Regions from separate parts of the Anas platyrhynchos genome. Here region 2 is linked to region 1. Evidence: chromatin contacts called from public Hi-C data. All regions are on one chromosome and are shown on one strand. The core of a region is the stretch at or near the end of the contact, and the rest is flanking DNA. Distances in the headings are between cores, read along the strand shown.

The links. Hi-C and Micro-C count contacts between places; a contact is called where the count stands out from the background.
Region 2: a Hi-C map of liver shows a contact between it and region 1, with 2.2 times the contacts expected there. The contact joins the promoter of ARTN here to the enhancer-like site in region 1. A contact is called at or near these places in 2 of 8 Hi-C or Micro-C datasets (liver and skeletal muscle).

What each region holds. Positions count from the first base shown.
Region 1 is chr8:28,821,561-28,826,184 of IASCAAS_PekinDuck_T2T, forward strand. All of the region lies in intron 2 of ST3GAL3 (ST3 beta-galactoside alpha-2,3-sialyltransferase 3), which reads left to right. Among named protein-coding and RNA genes, the nearest start is that of ST3GAL3, 31 kb to the left of the region's middle. Within about 2 kb of position 1,936, at least 2 of the 8 cell types and tissues checked have an H3K27ac peak or open chromatin away from gene starts, as enhancers often do.
Region 2 is chr8:28,969,063-28,973,686 of IASCAAS_PekinDuck_T2T, forward strand. It overlaps ARTN (artemin), which reads left to right and starts at 2,031. Exons shown (of 4, transcript XM_072041967.1): 1 at 2,031-2,598. ST3GAL3 (ST3 beta-galactoside alpha-2,3-sialyltransferase 3) reads left to right here. Exons shown (of 13, transcript XM_038183312.2): 13 at 1-37.

The DNA of each region.
Region 1 (4,624 bases), core at 686-3,185:
GGATCCCCAGCAGGATCCCCCCTCCTGCCTTCCCACAAGGGCGTGATGCTGCCTCGCCTTCCTTCCCCTACTTGTCCACCAAGTCCTTCTCTGCAAAGCTGGTTTCCAGTGGGTTGGCACTTGGCCTGTGTGGGTGCACACAGTTATTTCTTCTTCCCAGGAGTGGGACTTCACTTTTCCCTTTGCTGAATTTCATGAGACTTCTGTCTGCCCATTTTTCCAGCATTTTTTTTTTTTTTTTTTTTTTGCCAGCAGGCCTGCTGCCCAATTCAGCAGCAGGCCCATATTTTCTCTCGTCTTTCTTTTACTCCTGATTTACCTATAGAAAGCCCTTCTTGCCCTTTTTGTCCCTCACCAGATTAAACTCTAGGCAGGCTTTGGCTTTCCAAAGCCTGTCCCAGCACGCTAGCACAGTGTCTGTTTCCTTCCCAGCTCACCTGGCCCTGCCCCTACCTCCTGTATGCTTTTTACATTTGAATTTTGACAGGTGCTCCTTGTTTGTCCATGCAGGACTCCTCCTGCCTTTGCTCAATTCCCTGCATGCTGTTCTGGACCATTCTTGAGTTTGAAGGAGGTGCTCCTTCAAAATCAGCCAGCTCTCCTGTTCTCTCCAAGCCCTTATCCTATGGTGTTCTTTGAAGCATGTCCTTGAGCAGGCTGAATTCTGCTTTTCTGGAGCTCCAGGTTACGATCCTGCTACATGACTTGTTTTCTTTGCAATGCTTGTGACATAGCATTTGGTTCTGTGACTTCCCTGGCTTGGGCATCAGTAGCATTAATGCCCCAGGCTGCATTTGTGGTGAGCTGACTAGGTTGCATGCTTTAATCTGAATGGAAGATTTTTTTGTATCTGAAATGCATACCTTGTGTGAACTAGGCAGTACAGCTCTGAGTAAGCGCTAAATGTTTTTTCAAAAGAATATTTTCTTTTGGTGTGTTCTTAAGTTATATTTACTGATAGATCTGTTTTAAATGTCTTTTGGTCTTACGTACCCATGCTGGTAGTGATGCCATTAGTCTCTCTGATTCTTATTGCTGCATGCAGTTCCCCTAGAAAAACTTCCATCTAGTTAGATGTCATTTAAATGTCTTCCTTGCTAAACCCATTGCCATCCCCTTATGAATGCCTGGAAATGCAGCTTAAATTTGCACTGTCTAGCCATGCCCTGACTTGTGCAAGATCATGGTGTAACCCAAAGCATTTATTCATGGTCAAGCTATCCTGTATGTATCCAGAAAATAAAAACTGGCCTGGAGGAGTTGACTGCACAACTAGCCTAGGAATTATATAGGCTGTTGTGTTCCTACAGTTACAAAATCTGTTCTCTATCCACATGTTCGTTAATAAGTTTCACGTAGCATGGGTATGTCCAAGGCATAATGGGATTCTGGCAAGGGATCCAGCTGCCTTTTCAGAAGGGGCTTTCTCAGTGGAGTTTATCTAGTACCTTTCTTCATATTCTGCATCTTCTTCCCATGCCCTGTTACTGTAAACAGTGGCACTATTGGGTGGTATTTAAGGGGGGTGCACATACCGCTCTTAAATGCCGTAGTTCAGACAACTGCAGAATAACATCCTAGTTAGTGTTCGTGGTCAGCACAGCTGGTAAAGTGCTGGCAAAAAGACTTACAAAGTGATTTGAGAAGGCTCTGCTTGCTATAAGTCACTACCACCAAATTAGCTTAATTAAAACCAGCTGTGGGAAAGTGGTCTGCTGTAACTGATAAATCTCATTTCCTTCTTTCACATGTCTGTGGGCCTGGAGCTGGTGATAACTGCCTGCTTGGATGCAGTGAGGATCTTAAGGTGGTTGTAGTTCCCTTCCATATGTGCAATTTTGAAGTTGGCCCTAAATCCAGCTTTTGGCTCACATTTCTCCATATGGAGACCTTGGCCTCAAAATGCTAGGGCTTGTGTATCACACTGAATAACATCTATTATGGCTAGCATTGCCGTTACTTGATTTGGTTTGGGATATCTCATGGGCATGTTTGTTTTAGTATGGTTGAGAAAGAATGTCAAAGTTATTCAGGCTGAGAAGGATGCTCTTTTATTAAAGTTTTAAAACCTTGCAAAACCAAACAAACGCTCTCCCCCACACACCCCAACCCCAGGCTTTACAAACCACCAGCTTAAGCTGTGAAGAAACATACGGTTTGTTTTCTCTGAGTGATCAGACCCTCGTGTTTTGTGACCTGGTGCCCCAGGCTTCTGCAGTAGTCCTTGTTCATAGGATGCCCTGCTCACTGCTCTCTCTCCTTTTCCTGTTGGCTGTTCTTTTGTGCAGGCAATTTCAATCAAACTGATGGCCCAAAAGTTGCCAATACAGCTGGCATATCACAAACCAAGAGGCTGTTTTTCTGTTTCTGATTTGATCCCAGACCTGCCAGTGTCGAGCTGTTATTTTGCCAGTCAAGTATAGTTGTGGCAGAGGAGGCAGCTGTTGAGGATAAGGTTAATAAAATGACTGTTGCCATTTATGAGGAGTTCTGCTCGTGGAGTAATCCAAGAATGGTGAAACTCTAAAATTTGTGAATCCCAGAGAGTCTATGAAATCCTGGCTGGGAGCACACTTCAGCAGGTGGCTGGAAATGCTAATGGGGAATGGGGTCTGTTGTGGAATGCTGTGGAGGTCTTGTCTTCCTGAGATCCCAATGGGTTTTCTTTGAGGAAATTGGGTTCCTGTAAGAATGGGTGCTGGCAGCTCTCAGTTTCTGAATTGCGGCTTTTGGTGAAGAGGAGTTGGCAGTTTCACATTAACTTTGTCAAAGCCACTCAGTGTTGCAGTGATGCTGGTACTGCTGGATGCTTGGTTACTGTTCTTAAGCAAGCTGCTCCTTTGTATTGATGGGTAGATTAAAGTCATCTATTGATCCAGGGCGTGGGTTTTTGTTGCTGCTTTTCATGTTTGTTTGCTCTTCCAGGGGTGCCAAAAATCCTCTGAACGTCTAGGTGGCTGCTCTAAAGAGCAAAGTTAGCATGGGTGTTTGAGGTGTGACTCAGCACTGAATTGTGGCACATCTGATGATCTGGACCTTGAAATTTCTGGTGTTCCTTTTAGAGAGATGGGAACAAAAATGTATGAGTAGGTGTTTGGTTTCACAAGTTTGCGAAATTTAGTTAGGTGCTTAGAAGTTTATGTCCATTGATCTTAGACTGGAACCAATGTTTCTTAGTATTTGACCTTCTGTGTGCCCTTGAATCTGTTCTCTCACTGGATTGTTTCTCTGCCAAGTCTTAATTTAAAGAGATTCATTGTACTTTTATACATGGTGTGATGGGAGGAACACTTTTTTCTTTAGATAATCTCCAGCTGTATTTGTCCAGGGACTAGGTAGTGTGATGATGAACTTCCTCTTGTGCTGCTGCTGTTTGAATAACTTCTCCATTGTCCTCCACTTTCTGCACATGGAAACAACCTGCTGGCAGAATCTAGTCCATCTCGGGGTTATTTTTCTGACATTTTGGTGAAGCAAGTGATTTCCTCAAATCAAACGCTTTTGTAAAAGAAGGTAATAGGAAGTGAAAAATCTATATACGCACTGTTCAAAGTTACAGTTTGTGTGTGGGGTTTTATTCCCATCTGCATATGGGAGTTTTCATAGTCAAGCAGATACTCAAGGAACAGCATAGCATTTTTTGGCATCCTTCTAGGATGCACAGATGACTTCTGGAACATCTTAATTTCAGATGCATGTGTTGGTGTTTGGTTTAGGACATGGTGTGGCTTTTGGGTGGAGGTAATGCCTTGTGTGGATCAGCTGCTGTGGCTGCAAGGTAAAGAGAACCTGGAGTCACAAGCTGCTCTTCAAAGCATGGACTTTGAAAGAAAACATGCTTGGTATCTCCATATATATATATATCAATTACCTCTAAAATCATGTACTGTGTAGGATCTCTGAAATCCAAATTTTAGAACATGTTTTGGAAACCTAATGAGTTCTAGGGTTTGATGGGCCAGAAGCCTCTTCAGATTTTGGAATCAGTTGTGGTGATCCTGTTTAAAAAAAAAAATAAATTGTCCCCAAAGTGAGGGGCCAAAAAAGCAACAGTGAAAAATCAATCCAACGTTTCTTTGTCTTCATTATCACCTTTCATGTGAATAAGTAGTCTGGTCTGTTCTTGTAATGCAGAAGTAGAGCGTTGCCATTTTGTAGAGAAGATGCCCATACAGCACTTGTATTCAGGAGTCGTTTTGCACCCATGCACTTCTCTTGTACCTTACCCCCTCCTGCCGTTTGTTTGGGTTGTGAGCAGACACGAGAGATGAGAAGTGTCACGGTAAAGCTGTCCATATGGACTTGCTGGCAGTTATTTTGGCAGCCGGGCCAGATGTATGCTTTAAGGTTTTGGGAGGCTTTCGACCACTGGCTCGCTATCCGAAGTAGTAGATCATTTTCAAACAAACCCAAGAATGTGAGTTTCCTGATGGAAGTATTTATATTTCTGGAGTACTGGTTATTGCTTTTGAGGAAGGGGAGGTTTCTGAGAGCTAGCTCAGAGAAGCCAACATGCAAAGAAAGTTTTCTTTCTATACTGAGGACAGAGGAAAAAATCATTGAACGGCTTCAGTAAGCATGAAAAGAAGACCAGAGCATTAAAATAATTTTAGTCCTAGTTGCT
Region 2 (4,624 bases), core at 781-3,280, 150 kb after region 1:
CAGTCATATCACAGAAGCAATAAAGCTATCAAACGAGCTTGGCTGGCCTCTTTCTTTTGCTGCCTTCGGCCATTTGTAGGGGAGGGCAGAGGGATTCCCCCGCTCGGGCTATCCCCAGCCTGCTCCAGCTGCTGGCTCCCCCAGCACAGCGCCCCAAAGGCACCTCCTGAAACCAGGGGGGTGGCTCTGGGGCAGGAGAGGGCAGTGTTCCTCCTGCCTGCTGCCCGAGGGGGTGGGAGAGGGGCTCGGGGTGGGCGCACAAGGTGTCGGGGGGCAGCAGCCCCCTTGTACATGCGGGGCTGGCCGTTTGGAGGTGTTTTGCTGTCCCACCTGTTGAGCTGTGGAAGTCACCCAGCCTCAAACCACCGCGTTCCCGTGTCCTGCTGGAGGGAGCGATGGGGGCACCGCAGGCACCTCTGTGCCCCTCCGAGCTGCAGTGGAGGCTGTCCCAGCCGCCCTCCCCTTGTGGGAAGCACTCGAGGCACCAAGCCAGGGCTGGAGGGGACAGAGAGGGCCCCGAGACCCTCGCTCTGATCCTCCCCATCAAAGCACACCGTGCCTGACCTCGGGGCACACAGAGGAAGCCGGGGTGACGGCGTCCTCCCTGCGGCCACCTCCCTTTGGGCCTCTCCGGGGGCCTCCCCGGCAGCAGGGCCGCTCAGCACCCCACAGGGTGCGGCCCCGGGGAAGGCAGGTGTCCGGCACAGCGACCTTCTCGCCGCCGCGTCCAGGAAGGAAGCAGTTTAGGAAGCCGGGGGCCGAGGCCGTGACCGCCTCCAACACCTGCCAGGGCCCGGAGGGAGGATGTGACCCCTGCCGTGGCCCCAGCCGTGCTGGGGAGCTTCCAGGGCCGTGGGACGAGTCAGGGACGGTTTCGTCACTCGGGGGAGCTGGGGGGGCTGCTTCCAAGTGGGTGACAGGTCTGACGGACACCAGGGGTGGCCTCCTGCCAGCACTGGCGGGACACTGCGGAGGCGACTGCCTCCCGGGAGCACGGCTACAAGTTACGGAGCCCCAGTTGGAGAGGGGAGCGGCTGGAGCTGCTCAGACCCCTCTTCTCCACGCTCCTTTTCCAGACCCTAACGGAGCAGAGCCACCGCTGCCACCCCCACACGTGGCACGGACCCGAGCCGGGGAGCAGGGCACGCGGGGACAGCCACGTTAGCAGGAGCAGACGCTTGGTTCTGGTAGCAGATGTCCCCAAAGGAATCACGTCGCCACCGAGACAGGGACAGCGCAGCCGGCCCGTCTGCGTCACAGCTCTGCTCCCCACGTGCTTGGTGGCGAGCTCCGTGCTCCAGGGCACAGAGAGAGCCAGGGCCTCCGGGTTTATGGGGTGTCAGCCACAAAGGGGGCACCCCCAGGAGGGGACAGGGGGCAGGCTGTGCACAGCCACCCCGGTACAGGACCGGGGACACCGTGGGCACCACAAGGGGTCCCCTGGACACCCCGCTGTGCCATGCCCACCCCCAGCATCACACCCAGGGCCAGCTCCCAGCTGAGCCAGGACACGAGGGGGCACAAGGACCAGCCCAGCAGTGTGCAGGGAAGGTGGGAAGGGATGGGGCACCCTGCCTGGGGCACCTTGGGCTGTCACCAAGCCCCACAGGCACGGCCAGGGGCCCCAGGGCAGGACGTGCCACCCCCGGGGAGGCTGTCCAAGCAGGCAGTCCCCTTACCTCAGCCTGCCACCCTGCGAAGCAGAGTCCCATTCCCCAACCCCATCCCTGCCAATTCCCCACCCCAGGGCCACCCCTGTGCCCCCAAACCTCAGGAGCAGTCCCAGGACACAGCAGCGAGACCCCCACACGCCATGCTCAGCCCTCTTAGGGCAGGAACGGTGCCTCCGGACCCTCTGCCACCCCGCTAGCAGCACCGGGGACAGCTTGGCCACCACCCCCCGGGCCAGCACATTCCCCAGCAGGTGCTGCCACGGGAGGGATGCGGGAGCTGTCATCCTGCGAGGGATAATCCGGCGAGACGAGGCCAGGCCAGGCCAGGCAGCCTCGTCTCATCTCAGCTCACGCTCCTCCAGCCCTTCCAGACAGGGTCCGGGTGGCGGGGAAGCCGTCAACGCCGCTTTGGGATCGGGGAGCAAGGAAGGAGCCCAGGCCAAAACCCCAGGGGCTCCCTGGGGCCGGCGTGCAGCCACGGCGTGGCCGCTGGCCCTGCTCCAGCCAGGGAGAGTTATATAAGCCCGGGGAGGCTGCGAGGAGCTGCCCGGGCAGATGACACGGCCGGCAGCATCCCGGGGCGCGCAGCCTGGACGGACGCCTCCGGCCACCGGCGCGGGCAGGGCCCGGGGGGCCAGCGAGCCATGAGGGCTGGCCCCGGGGGGCTCGGCCGGGCTGGGCTGTGCCCCCACGGCCAGCTCCGGCCAGGGGAGCACGTGTGAAGCGAGGCCGAGCAGAGGCGGCCCTGGGATTTTGGCACGTTCGCCAGGAGCACTCGAGAGCCCCACGATGGACGTGGAGGGCCCTGGGCGGTGACGCAGGGACTCGCACGGGCTCGGCTCGGCTCGGCTCGGCTCGCCAGCCGGCCCCCATGTCCCCGGGGCTTGCGACGGCCCCGGCGGAGGGAGGCAGGGAGGCGGCGGAGGTAAGGAGGCTGCCGGCGGGTGGCCGAGCCCGGGGTGGCCTCGGGGGCGCAGGGGCGGGCGGGGAGGCAGGGCGGGGAGCCCGGACTCCTCCTCCGGAGAGGCGCACGGGTGGCCCGAGGGGGCTCGGGTGCGTGGGGACGGGCCCCGCTGCGCCCACGCCGAGCCGCGGGGGCCCCCACGGGGCCGCAGGGGGGGCTCCCCCCGACGCCACGCGTGAGGGTGCTCCGTGGGGCCGTGGCCCCCACCCCAAACCCTCCCTCGCCCTCCAGGGGATCCGTCCCGTTCGGGAAGGGCTGAGCGTGGCCCCGCACGGGGGGGGCCCCGTGTCCGTCCTGCCTGTGCTGCGACCGCGCTGTCGGGGCAGGGAGCCGCCCGGGGAGCCTCGCCGCGGGGCGTCCGTCCGTCGGTCCGTCCGGGAGGGCTGTCCGGAGGCTGTCCGGCCGCCCGGTGCCGGTGGAGGTCCCGGTGCCGCTGCGGGTCCCGGTGCCGGCGGGGTCCCGGGGCCGGCGCCCTCCTGCTCCCGGGGCGGTGCCGGCTGCGGGGCGGGCCGGGGGGTCCCGGTGGCGCTCGGGGCGCGGTGCCGGTGCCGGTGCCCGCCCCGCCGGTCAGGTGACGGCGGCTGGAATTTGACACCGGCGGCGGCGGCGGGAGCGGGATGGAGCCGCCGCTGCCCCGCACTGCGCGCCCGCCGGCACCGGCACCGGCACCGCACCCCGGGGCGCACCGGGACCCGCACCACCGACCCCCGAGGCGCAGCGGGAGCGGCACCGGGAGCAGCACCGGCGGCGGCACCGGCAGCGGCGGCGGCGGCGACGGGAGCCGGTACCGGTGCCGGCGGGGCAGCGCCGGCCCCCGCCCGCGCCCCGCCCCGGCGCGGCGGCGGGGGGCGGCGGGGAGCGGAGGCGATGCGGGGCGGCGGCGGCCCGGGGGATGCTCCCCGCCGCGGGCACGGTGAGTGCGGGCCGGGGCGGCGGGCGGCGGCAGCGGCCGTCCCAGCCCGCCGGCAGCCTACGGGGAACCGGGGCCGGGGGTAGGGGGGGAGAAATAAGGGGGGTCCGCTCCGCCGCCCGCCCCGCCGGCAAAACCCGCGGGGCGGCGAGGGGGGCCCGGACCACCCCCGTCACCCCGGGCAGGTCCCGGCCCGGCGGCTCCCGGGGCTGCCCGAGCCCGGCCCCGCGGTGGGAAGCGCTCGGGAGCCGCGGCGGGGAACGGGGCTGCCCCCGCTCGGGCCGGGGAGAGGCGGGGACCCCGCGGGGGTGCCCGGGGGCACGGGGCCGGGCTCGCCCGCCCCTTCTCGGGCTCACCCCTTCAGGCACGTCGGGGGAGTCCCTGCCCCGGCTGCCCGGGGCCGGCCGGTGAGCGGGGCAGGCAGCTCCCTCCGGGCCGGGCCGCCCCTGGGGAGAGCCCCGGGACCGGGGCGCGGGGACCGGAGCTGCCCCCGGTGCCCCCGGGCGGCCGCGGCTGCTTCCACGCGGCGGCAGCTCCTCGTCCGTGGGCCCCACGTGTCCGGTACCGGCCTCCCCCAGCCCTGTGGGGCAGGTGCCAGCCCCGTGTCACCCGCGGGCTTCCTTGGCGACCCCCTCGCAAGTCCTCCAGCGCGGTGGGACGCCGGCCCCCCGGCGGTTCCCGGTGCCCGCAGGTGCCGGGGGAGGTCTCCGGGCATCGCCAGCGAGGCCCGGCCTTATCCCCGGCCCCAAAGCGGCCCCCCCGGGTTGCTGGGACCCTCGTCCTGGGGCTGGGGCTCCCCAGCGGCCGCCGCGCAGTATCTGTGGGCTGCGCACCGGGGCCGTCCCCGCACCGTCCCCCCGTGCCCCGGGCGGGCCCCAGGGGCACGGCGCTGCTCAGCCCCGGGGGGGGACGCGTGGGTTGTGGGGGGGCTGACCCGAGCGAGGGCAGCTCCTCGCGTGGACCGGCCCGATCCCGACCTGGGAAGAGCTCCGGAGCCTGATAGTGGCCGGCCGGGGCTCTCCCAGCCGGGACAGGAGCAGATCCCGCCCGGACCCCCTCCAGGAGCCGGGGCTGCGG